Regions from separate parts of the Mus musculus genome. Here regions 1 and 2 are each linked to region 3. The links are chromatin contacts, called in public HiChIP or PLAC-seq and promoter capture Hi-C maps. All regions are on one chromosome and are shown on one strand. The core of a region is the stretch at or near the end of the contact, and the rest is flanking DNA. Distances in the headings are between cores, read along the strand shown.

Region 1 (4,306 bases), core at 1,684-4,183, 170 kb after region 3:
GAGGGTCTTGTGGATCTTGGACTGTCTTCAAAACTGTTCTATGGCTGTGCATGCCAGGGAAGCTCTCTGCCAACTGAGCCACTCCCTTTTCTCTGCTGAACCAGGGTCTCCCGGATTCCAGATGGCATCTGACTTGATGTGCTGTTGAAGATGAACTTGAACTGCTGAACCCTCTGCTCTGCCTCCACTTCCCTAGTGCCAGCATTACAGATGTACATCACCATGACTGGTTCATAAGGCTTGTATTAAAGCAGGGCAGTAATGGCGCACACCTTTAATCCCAGCACTTGGGAGGCAGAGGCAGGCGGATTTCTGAGTTGGAGACCAGTCTGGTCTACAGAGTGAGTTCCAGGACTGCCAGGGCTAAACAGAGAAACCCTGTCTCGAAAAACAAAAACAAAAACAAACAAAAAAGACTTAAATAATTATTCAGCATTAAATTTATAGTACAACTATAAAACACAGATATTAAAGTTAAAAATACTAATTAGATATGGAAAACAAACTTTTTATTTATTTTTTTATTTTATGGAAGTACACTGTTACTGTCTTCAGACACCAGAAGAGGGCATCAGATTCCATTACAGATGGCTGTGAGGCACCATGTGGTTGCTGGGAATTGAACTCAGAACCTCTGGAAGAACAGACAGTGCTCTTAACTGCTGAGCCATCTTTCCAGCCCTGAAAAGCAAACTTTCATTGAAAATGCATCTGTAGAGGCTGGGAGGAGTCGGGTATGGTGATGCATTCTTTTAATCCCAGCACTGGGGAGACAGAGACAGGTGGATCTCCGTGTGTTGGGGGCCTGCCTGGTCTACACAGTGTCAGGACAGCTAGAAATACACGGAAAGATCCTGTACACACACACACACACACACACACACACACACACACACACACCCCAAAACAAAAAAACAAACAAAAAAGAAGCTGGGAAGAACTGTGTTTCTTTACTGGGCAGGTTCCAGAAGAACACCCTACCCAGGCTCAGTGTGGGCCAGAGGCCCTGTTCCAGAAGGACCTTGAATGCATCCAGAATGGAGTTCCTTAAAACAAACTGCCTAGCTGGGTGGTGGTAGCACACGCCTTTAATCCCAGCACCCAGAGGCAGAGGTAGGTAGATCTGTGTGTTTGAGTCAGGCTTGCTCTACAGATTGAGTTCCAGATAGCCAGGGCTACACAGAGAAACCTTGTCTCTAAAACAAAACAAACTACTCATACACCCTACGGGTTTACATGTACCACCTAGGGCAGACAAGCCACAGCCATTAGAGAGCGGCAAGCTTTCTCTTTCACAGGAACACCAGAGGAGCAAGACCATGGGTCTGCATACCCTTGTGATGTGAAATTACGTACTTAGCCCTCCTCCCTGCACAAGTGCAAGACAAAAAACACACACCATTTCTAGATCTCTGCAAGCTAAGAGCTGAGAGGAACGCGACTGAATATTTAAAAACCTAAGCAACGGTAAAAAAAGCAGACTAGATTCAGAAGAAAACGTGGCTTTTATTTTTCCATTGGAAGCACCATCCTGATCGACTGTCAGTTCCCAGCTAAGAAAACCAGGGGGCAGCAGAGAGCACAGAGCTCAGGCTCTGCCTAGAAGTCCAGGTCTAGACAAGCAAGAACAGGCTGAGTGAGGTAGGAGTGTGCTTTCTGCTGATCAAGAGAAGCGAAGGGACAACATAATGACTGAACAGGGACCACAAAGTGGAGGGAGGGGGGGTTGCAGAGCATAGACACTTCCAACATAGAACACAATTCAAACAGAGACTGAGGAAGGGAACTAAGGGATTAGGGAAAATTGAGATTCTAAGCGGGCAGCCAATGAAAAAGGTGGGCTTTGGTGTGCTCTGTGGAGGCTCACGTTCCCTAGGGTCCCCTATCTATACTCTTCCTGGGGTGGGTCAAGGTCTGGCTCCTCCTGAGATTCATGGTCCATCTCAGGGGCAGGAGGCCAGGGGTTTTCTGGGGGCTGGGTTCCTGCTGGCCAGGGGTCATCAGGCAGAGGAGGTTTAGGGGGATCAGTGCTTGGGGGCTTTGGGGGCCAGGCACCACTGTCAGGAAGATCTCTCCAGGGACGGTTGGAGCCTGGAGGCGGAGGTTCATCAAACAAAGGAGGCGCCCCAGGCCAGGGATCACCAGGGATTGGGGGTCCCAGAGGCAATGGTGGGGAGTCCTCCTCTTCGTGGGTGTCTGTAGATCCGGGAGAAGGGTCGCCATTGCCTGAAATGCCTGTAGAGGAGGAAGGAGAATAAGAGATACAGTCGCAGAACACTTCCCACCCAGCTTCATACCCAAAGGTTGAGCCTCACTTAGACTAGCACAGCCTGAGCCCCAAAACAGATCTCAGAGTGACCCCCAAAGTGCTCTCCATACATTTCCCAAACACTGAGGCCATCTTCACACGGTGTGAAAGCCCTAGGCTCATCCGGACCACTGACACGATCATACTTCCAAATGGTTCTCTGTTCAACCTTGGTTGGGATACTCCACTGGAACCTCCCCCAGGGTGGTCTGCACTGGAAGTGGTCTTGGCCCCACCTGTCACTCAGGCGCCATCTCTGTAATAACCAGCCCTCAGTCCCAGTGACTCCCTAGGCCTGGTGACTCCACACAACTCTATCGCATCCCTCCACCTGACCCAGCAACATATTCAGAATCAAGGTGCCCCTGCCTGCAATCCCCTGAGCTTCCCCACTAAGGACACTCCAAGAATCCCTTCTGCTCTGCGTTCCTCTTACTCCTTTCCTCCTGGGGGCGTCCCCTCCCTAAGGGTGGGTCATTTCGACCATCTCCATCACCCCAGCTGTGCTCCTGGCCTATTCTGACGACTCACCTCCTGCACACAGGCAAAGGACCAGCAGGCCTAGCAGCTTCCAGGTGAGCATCATGGCTGTCTACTGGCCCCCAAGGCGGGGTGCTCCGAGTCTAGGTGCTTGAGAACCTAAGAGGCTTTATAGCAGAGGAGGTAGAGGGGGTGGCCAGTCTGTGGGGAGGGGCCAGCTCAGCACCCTAAGGAATCCCTACCAGAGCCTAACTGGTCAAACCCGTTTACAAAGAACCTGCCAGTAAGCATCCCTCTTTTCTGTCCCCCAGTCCCGGGGGCCGGGGGCAGCCGGGTCTATCAGTGACCCAGACCCCAGGAGGCTCCACCCTTGTTTTCACACCTCCTCCATCCACACCCGGCAGGAATCAGGACCCACCTGTCATCTTTATAATCACAAGGAAGGCTACCTTTCATCCGTGATAGTTATTGGAAGCCACAAAATGGGGGCAAACCTCGCGTGGGGAAGCTTGGTAATTAGAGGCAGAGGCGGGACGCCTGGGTCAGAAAGCACCCTCTAGACTGGCATCTCAGCCTCGGAGCTCCGTCCCCCCACTCCCCTCTGGACCATGCTCTCTGGCATGTCACCTCAGTCAGTCACTGGGAACTTCCCAGGCAGTGACATCTAAGGAATTCCAGGGGGAGCCACCTGGGTGACGCGGGAAGCCAGGATATCCTGGTTCCTGACCCCATGCAGAGGTGACTGCATCAACACCAAAGACTCAGGAAGAGCTCCCCTCCCCCACCCCTGCCCTTGTAACCCTAGAAATCTTCCTTCTTCAGGATGGCCCTGAGCATCAGGGTCCTTAAGACACACCCACCACCACCACCACCACCACCAAGAGAGATTGCTTCAGAAGGCTTGAGAGTGTCTGGACTACAGCTCCAATCCCCACACATCTGTCCCCACCTGGTCGGTTTGGGATTCTACTTATGGCTGATCAGGGAAACTTGGTTTCCACTTGATAGCCCTGGCCCCAGAGCATCCATCTTGATCCTGGACCATCTCCCTCAGGCTCCCAAGGTTTTAACCCATTGTTACTCTTCCTCCCTCCTCTCACACACAGATTTTTTTTCTTCTTTCCTTTCTTTCTGGTCTACAGAGTGAGGTCCAGGACAGCCAGGGCTACACAGAGAAACCCTGTCTTAAAAACCAAAAAAAAAAAAAAAAAAAAAAAAAGAAAAGAAAAGAAAAAGAAAATGTGAGTGTTTTACATACAAGTGATGCACAGGGAGGTCAGAAGGCATTGAATCCACCAGAACTGGAGTTATAAACAGTTGTTCGACTCCATGTGGTTGTTAAGATTTTAATCTAGATCCTCCGGAAGAGCAGCCAGTGCTTAGGACCACTTAGCCATCTCTCCAGTCCATCCCAAAGCCCTTCTGGAACTGTGCCCTGCCCCTGCCAGGAACCCCCTGCCGTCCATCACAGTCTGGAACTGTGCCCTGCCCCTGCCAGGAACCCCCTGCCGTCCATCA
Region 2 (4,579 bases), core at 1,223-3,722, 190 kb after region 3:
CAGCAACCACAAGGTGGCTCACAACCTTCTGTAGTAGGATCTGATGCCCTCTTCTGGTGTGTGTCTGAAGACAGGTACACTGTACTCATATAAAAAAAAAAAAAATCAAAAGAAAGAAAGGAAGAAAGAAAGTCCCAAAGTATGACACAGTATTAGTGAAGATATTGAAACAGGGACTCACTAGGAAGCTCTCCTGCCTCAGTGTCTCAAGGGCTGGGGTAATAAGATCCATCCCTCTGTTCAGCTCTAAATGAAAACCTACACAGCACACTCTAAGTAGCCAAATGTCCATGCCCCAGGAGCTGACAACACTCCGGAGTGCGAAGAAAACTCCTGCTGTACTAGAGTGCGACAGAGAAAGCAAGGCAGCAGGCTAGAAGCCTCTGGAGGTGAGAAGCCTTGAGGCCCAAACCACAGGAAATCATCTGACTCACCCTGGATGCGGTACTGGCCGGAGGGTGCAGAGGACCACCTCTGACGCCCACAGGTGTACAGTAGCAGGCATGCACACACCACAAAAAAAAAAAAATTTTTTTTTTTCAAAGTTGAAACAGGGATATCAATCGATGTATGAGCAATAGAACGGCAGGGGCACTCGAGGGTGTGGCTAAGGCTGCCTTCTTCTCAGTAGTACACAGTGATGGTTGGGACCAGGTGGGGAGGGTATAACAGATGGCCAGTTGAGTGTGCTTTCTAAGTTGCAGCGTGTGAACCGGACCCCCCCCCCCCAAAATGGCTGTCGGTTTCTCAGGCTTTTCTGTCTCTAACAGAAGACAGAAATGGAGGCAGTCATCTGGGGAGATGCAAGTCAGCCTTGAGGGCGGAAGAGGAGCAGGTTGTTGGAGCAAAGGTCCAGGATGGAGGGCTGAGGTGCTCCACAAAGGCTGGCCAACCCAGGGCACAGACAGAAGCAGCAGCCAGTGAGGCACACCTCAATGCCATTTCAATGGAAAAGGATTCTCTCGGCTTCAGACAGACTTTCATCTCCAACTGCTCCTCAAAAGACCAAAACTTGTAATCGCCCTCAGCAGTGTCTTTGGCTTTTCTAAATCCTATTTTGAGGATTTGGGATTAGCTTAACTAAGGTTCAAATCTCTTGCTTCATTAAGGGCCATTTAAGATGTGAGATAAACTATTAATGCCTTCCTAGGGGACTCCCGGCGGCATACAGGACCTGAGATAACACAGAAACTGGCACTTAGGGAGGGGACTCCTGCTACAACAATCGCTAAGCTGTCGGAACTCCCGGCGGGCATCGGTATCCACTCGCACCTTGTTCTTAAGGCTAATTGCTTACACTTGCTCCAGAGTGCTGGCTGTAGGCCATCAGACACTAAGCAAGGCCCGTGCACTCACAGAATGATCTTAAGATGGCCTGGAGATAAAACTCCCCTACCCAAGGGTGTCCCTTTCTTGTTTACAAGGAAAGGTAGAAAGGCTGAAATCGATCAGATCTGCACCTCAGGCACTACAAGGGTCTGCTCGTGTAAAGGTGACTCATGGAGTCTGAGGCTAAAGTAGACAGGCCGTAAACTTGACTGAAGGTGAGCCCTACTCCACACATGGCCCAAACAAGAGCTCCTATCAGCAGCCAGTCACACCCAACCTCTTCAGTAACAATAACTCCAGGATAAGCACCATTTTTTACCCCCCCAGCCATGCCTAACCTTAAGGCCAAGTTCCTGGGTCCGACTGTGATCCAAGTCCCCAGAGGGGCTGATATGTTTTTTTTTTTGGGGGGGGGCTGATTTTCACGCATCACTGGTGTACAGACAGTGATGGCATGAAGCAAGTGTCGGGACACAGGCCAGGCCTAGGTGACCTACATGACAAGGGCCAGGCCGAAACAATCCAGGCCGGTTTCTGATTCTTGCAATTCTGGGTTCTAGTCCACACTGCGTCGTGCTTCTCAGGAGGCCCGGCAGCCATCACCACCTTTGGCAGGCAGGGTGGCTACCCTACATGTTCCCAATTCCCTTCACTGCTGCCTCTGCCAGCCCAGCCAAGTCCCTTCACTTACCTCCTCGGGAGTTGGTTCCACCTTCTCCAACTTCACGGCATTGGGGCGGTCGGCACAGGGCTCAGAGGAGGTTCCCTCTGAGTTGCTTTCCACTCGTGCTCCTGCCTGGCCCTCAGGCTGCAAAGTCTCCACGCCAACTTGGGGGACTAGGCCCAGTCCAACCTGAGGTCCACAGTATGCCATCCCTCCGCAGAACTCGTATGCGGGCGGACATGGGGAGATCCCCAATACCTCTGAGCCTGGTCCGATTCCAGGCCCACCTGGAGGCCCTTGGAAGCTTAGCCAGGTTCGAGGATCCACCCAGCCCGGCTCCAGCCCTGCTGACCCATCACCCCCACCTGGTGGGGGTGAGAAGGCGAAGTCTGAAGCCAGGTGTCCAGCCATGGGGAAGGTGGGCACCCCGAGCCGGGGGCCTGGTGGAAAGACGGCTCACCTAGGGACGGTTTCACCTCTCCCTCCCCAATCCCACCCTCTAGCCTTGACCTCTGGCCCCGCCCCCTGGGTGGGTGGAGGAGCAGAGCTGTGGGGGTGGGAGAAACTGAGGCGAGCGCTATCTGCCTGTGTCTTCCAGACGGAGGTTGGGGACGTCTGGACAGGACAACCCTTAGGACGGGACCCCAGGAGGCCTTCATTTTCAACCTTCAAGGTCCTCTCACCCCTGCCTTGGGTCACCGGACACCTCACAAACCAGTTGCTCGGATGCCCCATCGCACCACAAAGCCTGTTGGCACTGCACCCTCTCGGCCTGTCCTTACAGCCCACTCAGCCATCCTCTGGAGAGCCTAAAACATCCATTGAATGTTCGTGTGCCAATTATTTCTGGGGCCACTCCTCAGTTCTTGCTTACCCACCCGTCTAGAGTCCTAGATATGGGTGAACCCAGTATTTCAGCCCATGTCCAAGGCCAGGACAAGACAGCCATTGCACCTCCAGTCCTCCAGAGTTTAGAGGCTCTACACCATGGGACCCCGAGCCCCAACCAGATATGTCCCCAGAGACCCCAGAGAAGTGCTGGCTCTGCGTTTTCAGAGCACAGTATTCCATCTTGTGTTGTCCAGGTTGGTAGATTAGACACTAACCACCCCCCAACCCCCATAAGACCTGCACCCAGGCTCCATCCCCTCACAGTTAAGGCCGGGGCCTCTTTCCTCAAGATTCTCAGTTCTCCCTCCCCCCACCTCCTCATCCCAGGCTTCCAGCCTAGTTCCTGGGTGGAGAAACCCAACGGGTGGGAGGTGGGTAGAGAGAAGAAATATCTGACTTCAGGTTCAAAGGGGCCTGGGAGGGACTGGGGGAAGGGGGCAGGACAATGGCCTTGGCTGGACAATCCTGGTCCCCAGAGGGGGCAGCTCTAACCCTAAACAAGTACTCAACCCTTGAATGGGCCAGGATGGCTCCCCTGGGGACAACTTCCTGCTCCCCAACCCCCTCCTGAGCCCCAATCCCCTCACACAAGACTTCCCCAGCTCTCCACCTCTCCTCAAAGACAGAGCCTCAGATGGAGATACCCTGCTTCCCTTCCTCCAGGGACTCCGGTGTTCATCCTCGTCACCCACCCCTCCCCCATTCCTGTGCTGGCGGAAAGACACTAAGGAGACGGGATTAGGAGGAGGGGGTGCAGAGAGCCTACCCTGAACTTCCCTAGAGTGGTTTTCTGGGCCCAGTCTGAGGATCCCATTACTGGCCTGGTGCTTAGTTATCTTTGCAAGAGAATAGCCCTCAGAGTGCCTGTCTGCAAGGGATGGTGTTTGTCTGTCTGCTCCTACACCATGCTCTGAACGAAGGCCCCAGGGTGAATCACACAGCCTCAAAAAGCCCAGAGCACCCCACAGTGTACATAGCCAGGACAGAGTTCTGAGCCTGGGCCCAGCCCGCCTGAGCTGTTGGCTAGGGTCAGTGGCTCTAGGTGCCCTGGGGGGCGGGGGTGTCTCTTGATGGTAGTCTTCATCAGGTAGAGATGGAACCTTTCTCTATAAAACAAGCTGCCCTTGAACTCCTGATAATTCTCCTGCCTCAGCTTCATCGACTTCACCAAATTCACCCTGAGACTTTGAAAAAAAAATTGCGTTTTATTTTAAGGGTGTGTATGTACCTACACACAGCTACACATAGCACATGTGTGGAAGTCCCCTCCTTCTACCACATGGGTCCAAGTCATCCCCCAGGGTGGCTGAGGGGCCATCTCTCTGGCCCTCTCCATGAATCTTCCGTTTCCTCCACTCTGTCATGCTCACCTCCCAATTTCTATACATTCATTGTGGAACAGTGCCATAGGTTAGTTGGAAGACCTAAATAAAGGCAGCGACTTGGAAGCCGCCAAGTTCACAAAGCTTCCTCAATAGCAGATTAAGGAAGGGCTAGGACGAGAGGGACCCCTCCCCAACCATCTTCTCTGCCCCCAGGGCAGAGCTATCATGCACCTTTGTTATGCATCTGCCGTCTGCCCAGAACTCTCAACCTCCCTGGGGGGAGGGGCAGGGTCGGGCTACAACCTCCCCACACCCAGTTCCTCCCAGGGCCAGCCTCTAAGGCCTAGACAGCACTCTCCACCACAGTTCA
Region 3 (4,335 bases), core at 679-3,178:
ACAGGGGGCCCTGGAGAGGAGCAGAGGGCTGGGGAGCCACAGATGGCTGGGTTCTTGGCTCAGCTATGTAGGCCCCAGGATGGCTGGGATTTCCCTCTCTGGCCCCTGGGAATCTGGGCTCCGAGTAGCACATTCCAGCCGGCTCCAGCTCCTTTTCTGCTGTCACTTGACTCCGCTGGGCCCCAGCCCTGCGTCCCTCCTACTCCTCCGGCCCTGGTCTGGAGCGAGGTGGGCATCACCGACTAGGAATTTTTCCTGGGAGAGTGATAAAGGGGCCAAGGCTTCAAGATTCTACCTCCCATGGGCCCTTCACTGGGCAGTGTGAGTCACGGGCGTGAGGGGCTGAAGCATTGCTAGTCCTGTCCCGGGCTTCCCCAGAGCGGCCCTCCTGGGAGGAGGGGCTGCCGCCAGCGCAGGTGAGGTTACTGGGAAACCTTGGCCCCACCCCCAGCCAAGCTCCACACCCCGCCCAGTCTCTGCAGGACCCAGATTTCCAATCGCTGTCTGCAGAGGGGTAGGTGATTTGGGGAGTCGGGGTGGGTGTCCCCTAAGGTCTAGGTGAAAAGGTCGTAGGCAGTTCTCCCAGTGGCCATGGGAGCCATTAGCAGGTCCTTCAGCAGCTGGAACGTCCCTGGGTTTGTAAACTGGAGACCCAGCCTGCCTTGGCTTCTCCCTAGGGGCAGCTTATCTTCCTGGTAGGTTTTTTGTGTGTACTTGTCTTGGTTTGTTTGGACTTCGTGTCTTTCTTGAGACTCTTTGGAAATGCTTTTTGGGTGTGAGTTTTGAGTCAGTTGGGATGTGTTTGTAACCGGGTGGTGAGACCGGAGACTTTACTGTGACCTGACATTATCCGGGGACTTGGCAGGTATGGGGGGGGGGGTGGCGTTGGAGAGAGGTAGGAATGACAGGTGGTGCTGAATGGGACGGAACACCTCCCACACTCCCACACTAGCTCTGTTGTCCTCCCTGCCTCTATCTCTCCGGTCCATGGCTCAGCAGCTCTCTCCGTTCATTGTCTCCTTGTATCCCTGGGTCATGCGTTCCTGTGCTTTGGGCAGTGTCTTTATTTTTCAGGGCGCCTATCTATCTTCCTCCCCCACCCCCACCTCGTCTTGGCTCCATTTTGCCCTTCTCCTTGCCAGAAGCCAGACTCTGCGGCTTCCACCAGGGACCGAGCTGACTGACTGGGACTGAGGGAGGCTTGCCTGAGAAAGACTGCAGAGTTAGCCTGGATGAAGCAGGGATCCCAGGGGGATCCGGAGCTTGGGGGTTTGAATCTCAGGGATCCTGAGAAGACAGGAGGGAGCTGCCAAGCTGGGGAGAGGTTCTGGAAGAAGGGAACAGAAAAAAGTTGAGACTAAAAGAGTGTGACCGGCTCTCAGACTTGGGGCGCGCGGGGATGGGGGGAGTGATTTAGGTTGGGATCCGGAGGAGGGGTGTGTGCCAAATGGTGACAAATGGGGTGGAGTGTGAACCTAGAGGGTCTGGCTAGACAGGTGAGCCCGGCTCCCTTCCCCCAGCCGGGCTGCAGCTCTCGCTCCGGTGCTGGGCCTGTGGGAACCCGTTCCTTCCTGCGTGCCCTGGGGCCGCTTCTCCGTGCTTCTCTCCCTCTCTCCAGGAACCGAGCCCAGAAAAAGGGGAGGAGGGACGGCGCCAACTCTCCCCACCCCCGAGCCACCGCGCGGGGTCCCTAGGGGGCTTAGCGGGCCCCTGATGGTGCTGCTGTACCCCAGCATCGGGGTGGCGGGGGATGGGCGTGCGGATCACCTAGTGGAGGCTACGCGCTGGGGAGCACTTGCAGGGCGGGTACCGCACTAGGAGAGGAGCGAGGGGCGGCGCCGGGCGTGGGAGCGCGGGCGCCGGGGCGGGAGTACCGGCGGGGGACGGGCGCGGGGAGGCGGCGCCTGGGCGCGATCCGGCCCCGCGCTGGCTCCTCTCCCCGGAACAGGCCCCCGACAGCTGCTCGCGGGAGCCGCCTCCCGACACCCGAGCCCCGCCGGCGCCTGCGCTCCCCTCCCGCGCCCCGCCGCCGAGGAGGCCCCAAGCCGGGGCCTGACGCCCGGGTCCGCCCCGGAGAGCCATGAGAGGTAGGGACTGAGGCGGGGACGAGCAAGAGGCAAGGGGAGCGGGTTGGGGAACCCCAGTTATGTTTGCTGCCCCGGGATTTTGACTCTCCATCCAAAGCAGAGGGTCCTGACTTTCCGAGAAACTATTCCGAAAAGAGAGCGAGGACCTCTCTTTTCTTGGGTGAGGGGAGAACCTAACTCCAAGAGGACAGGTGCGCGCATATGTAGCCCACTGAGTCATCCTATCGGTGCCTACCCCTCAACCTCCGGTGCCATGCTTACGGACATGCTCGGTTAAGCTGCCCAGGCCAGAGGGAGCCAGCCTGACGCCCAACCTACCAGACCAGCCACGCTCCGTGGTTGCCGGGTTGTGCCAAGAGACGAGGTCACCGCCCAATGAGCAACGCTCCCAGGCTCCCTTTCTGGCCAGGCAATTCTTTTCAGCACCCCCTCTCCCAGCCACCGCCCGGCTGGCCTACAACTGAGTGGCTGAGAAGGATGGAGGTGTGTCCAGACTCGTGTGGCACTCACTGTAGGGACAGGTCACACACAGTAGAATGCTTGAGAACAGGGAGAGATGGTCCTTGTTTTTCTTGCTGTTCTTCCCACCTGAGTCCCACCTGTTCCTGCCTGCTCTTGGCTTCCCTCTGGCTCAGTCACTCTGGATGTTTGGGGGTGGGTGGCTCCGTTCTCTGAGGATCCTGTACCTCAGGGCCTGCGTGTGGCTCACTTTGTCTTCTGATTATAGGAGCTTGTGTCTGCCGTTTAGTATTCGCTAAATGGTGAGATCTGACTTTATAGATTACCTCGGGGTTTGTGGCACACACCTGTAATTAGCCTCTGGTGATAAAGAACTGAAGGTCAGCCTTCCTTGGCATCGTAGTTGAACTTGAGACCTTGTCTCAAACAAAACAAAACAAACAAACAAAAACCCCAACCAACTATCTTGCTGTTAGGAGTACAGGTCTTTAGTTCCAGCACTCGAGTGGCAGAGGCAGGAGAATCTCTCTGAGTTCCAGGCTAGCCAGGGCTACACAGTGAGACAACAAAACCCAAGCAACTAACCAGTCCTTCTCCCCGCCCCAAAGCAACACAAAGAAATCAAACGCACACACAGAAGATGTCAAGATCTGTGTGGAGTGGTGCTGGCTTCGGCAACACATATACTAAAATTGGAAAGATACAGAGAAGACTAATGCGGCCCCTATACAAGCATGACACGGAAATTCATGAACGGTCCTTAATTTTTAAATGATGGAAGATGGAATTTAATGGAGGAGTTGTCTTTAAAGCTACTTGAGGTCCAGGTAATACTTAATAAAATTAGACAGGCGTGGTGGTGCACGCCTTTAATCCCAGCACTTGGGAGGCAGAGGCAGGCGGATTTCTGAGTTCAAGGCCAGTGTGGTCTACAAAGTGAGTTCCAGGACAGCCAGGGCTATACAGAGAAACCCTATCTCGAAAAAAACAACAACAAATAAATAAATAAATAAAAATTAAAAAGACCCCAGGGAAGAATGCAGGGTCCAGGAACAACAACAAAATCCTGGAGACTGTAGAGTCTCTCATGTAGACTATTTATCTCTCTTTTTGCAGAAAACGGGGGTGGGGGTGGGGCTCAAGGTGCTGAAGTGAGTTGAAACAGCCTTTCCAGGATATGAACGTCTTGGTGCAAAACTGAACTCCATTCTTTGAATCTAAACAGGATAGCGGCATACAAGAAAAAACAAAAAAGATCTGTACAGAGTGGATAGGAATTGTGTGAGCTGGTCTTGGTGGGACACAGGCCAATAGGGTGTGCTGAAGAGGCAGGAGGGTCAGGAGCTAAAAGGAAAAGAAATGAAGAAAGGAAAAGGAAAATGTCTGTGAGAGGCAGTAAGGCGCTAGTGGTATGTGAGCAGGATACATTTAGCGTTCACAGTGGGTTTAAGTCCCCTGTGTGTATGTATGTGTCTAGAGCTGGGATTGGGCGATGGGTTTAGGAGAGAAGGAAGGGCCCAGGGCGCAGTGTCCTGATCCTTGGTTTGTAATTGGTTGAAGAAGGGCCAGGTGGGGTACCATTGAGGTGGCTCTCCTGAGCCGGTCTGATTGATTGTGGGATTCAAGACCTAGGAGACAATGGGAAAGGGGTTGCCCCAGACCTTGTGAGCATGTCTCTGCAGCTCCTGCACTTGGCCCTGTGTCCCGTTCTCTGCCTGCTCTATTTACCTCTGGCTTTGTGTTCTGCTCTGTCTCTCCCCCCGCCCCCTCCCCTTCCACGCCTCCTGTC

The links. Promoter capture Hi-C pulls out the DNA fragments that hold promoters and counts their contacts. HiChIP or PLAC-seq counts read pairs in DNA pulled down with a chosen protein or histone mark.
Region 1: a contact with region 3 is called in a promoter capture Hi-C map of embryonic stem cells. The contact joins the promoter of Psors1c2 here to the promoter of Ddr1 in region 3. A contact is called at or near these places in 8 of 39 promoter capture datasets (the C10 cell line, the HPC-7 cell line, the SN4741 cell line and 4 more), 2 of 484 Hi-C or Micro-C datasets (embryonic stem cells and uterus), 3 of 115 datasets of contacts at active chromatin or transcription factors (embryonic stem cells, epiblast stem cells and pancreatic cancer cells) and 4 of 9 other capture datasets (adipose tissue, liver, macrophages and 1 more).
Region 2: an H3K4me3 HiChIP or PLAC-seq map of embryonic stem cells shows a contact between it and region 3, with 18 read pairs. The contact joins the promoter of Pou5f1 here to the promoter of Ddr1 in region 3. A contact is called at or near these places in 8 of 39 promoter capture datasets (the C10 cell line, the HPC-7 cell line, HPC-7-derived erythroid cells and 6 more), 5 of 484 Hi-C or Micro-C datasets (embryonic stem cells, muscle stem cells and nephron progenitors), 5 of 115 datasets of contacts at active chromatin or transcription factors (embryonic stem cells, epiblast stem cells, memory CD8 T cells and 1 more) and 4 of 9 other capture datasets (adipose tissue, liver, macrophages and 1 more).

What each region holds. Positions count from the first base shown.
Region 1 is chr17:35,531,828-35,536,133 of GRCm38.p6, reverse strand. Psors1c2 (psoriasis susceptibility 1 candidate 2 (human)) reads right to left here and starts at 2,933. Exons shown (of 2, transcript NM_020576.2): 1 at 2,840-2,933; 2 at 1,487-2,235. The coding sequence starts at 2,894. The coding sequence ends at 1,883.
Region 2 is chr17:35,503,925-35,508,503 of GRCm38.p6, reverse strand. It overlaps Pou5f1 (POU domain, class 5, transcription factor 1), which reads right to left and starts at 2,472. Exons shown (of 5, transcript NM_013633.3): 1 at 2,021-2,472. The coding sequence starts at 2,404. Gm32362 (a long non-coding RNA gene) reads left to right here and starts at 2,767. Exons shown (of 3, transcript XR_385564.3): 1 at 2,767-3,078. RefSeq lists promoters at 2,426-2,695, 2,453-4,353, 2,402-4,579 and enhancers at 3,363-3,605, 2,687-3,695, 4,417-4,525, 3,690-4,579.
Region 3 is chr17:35,698,183-35,702,517 of GRCm38.p6, reverse strand. It overlaps Ddr1 (discoidin domain receptor family, member 1), which reads left to right and starts at 1,928. Exons shown (of 18, transcript NM_001198833.1): 1 at 1,928-2,087. It overlaps LOC115488883 (a small nuclear RNA gene), which reads left to right and starts at 3,209; the gene lies at 3,209-3,315.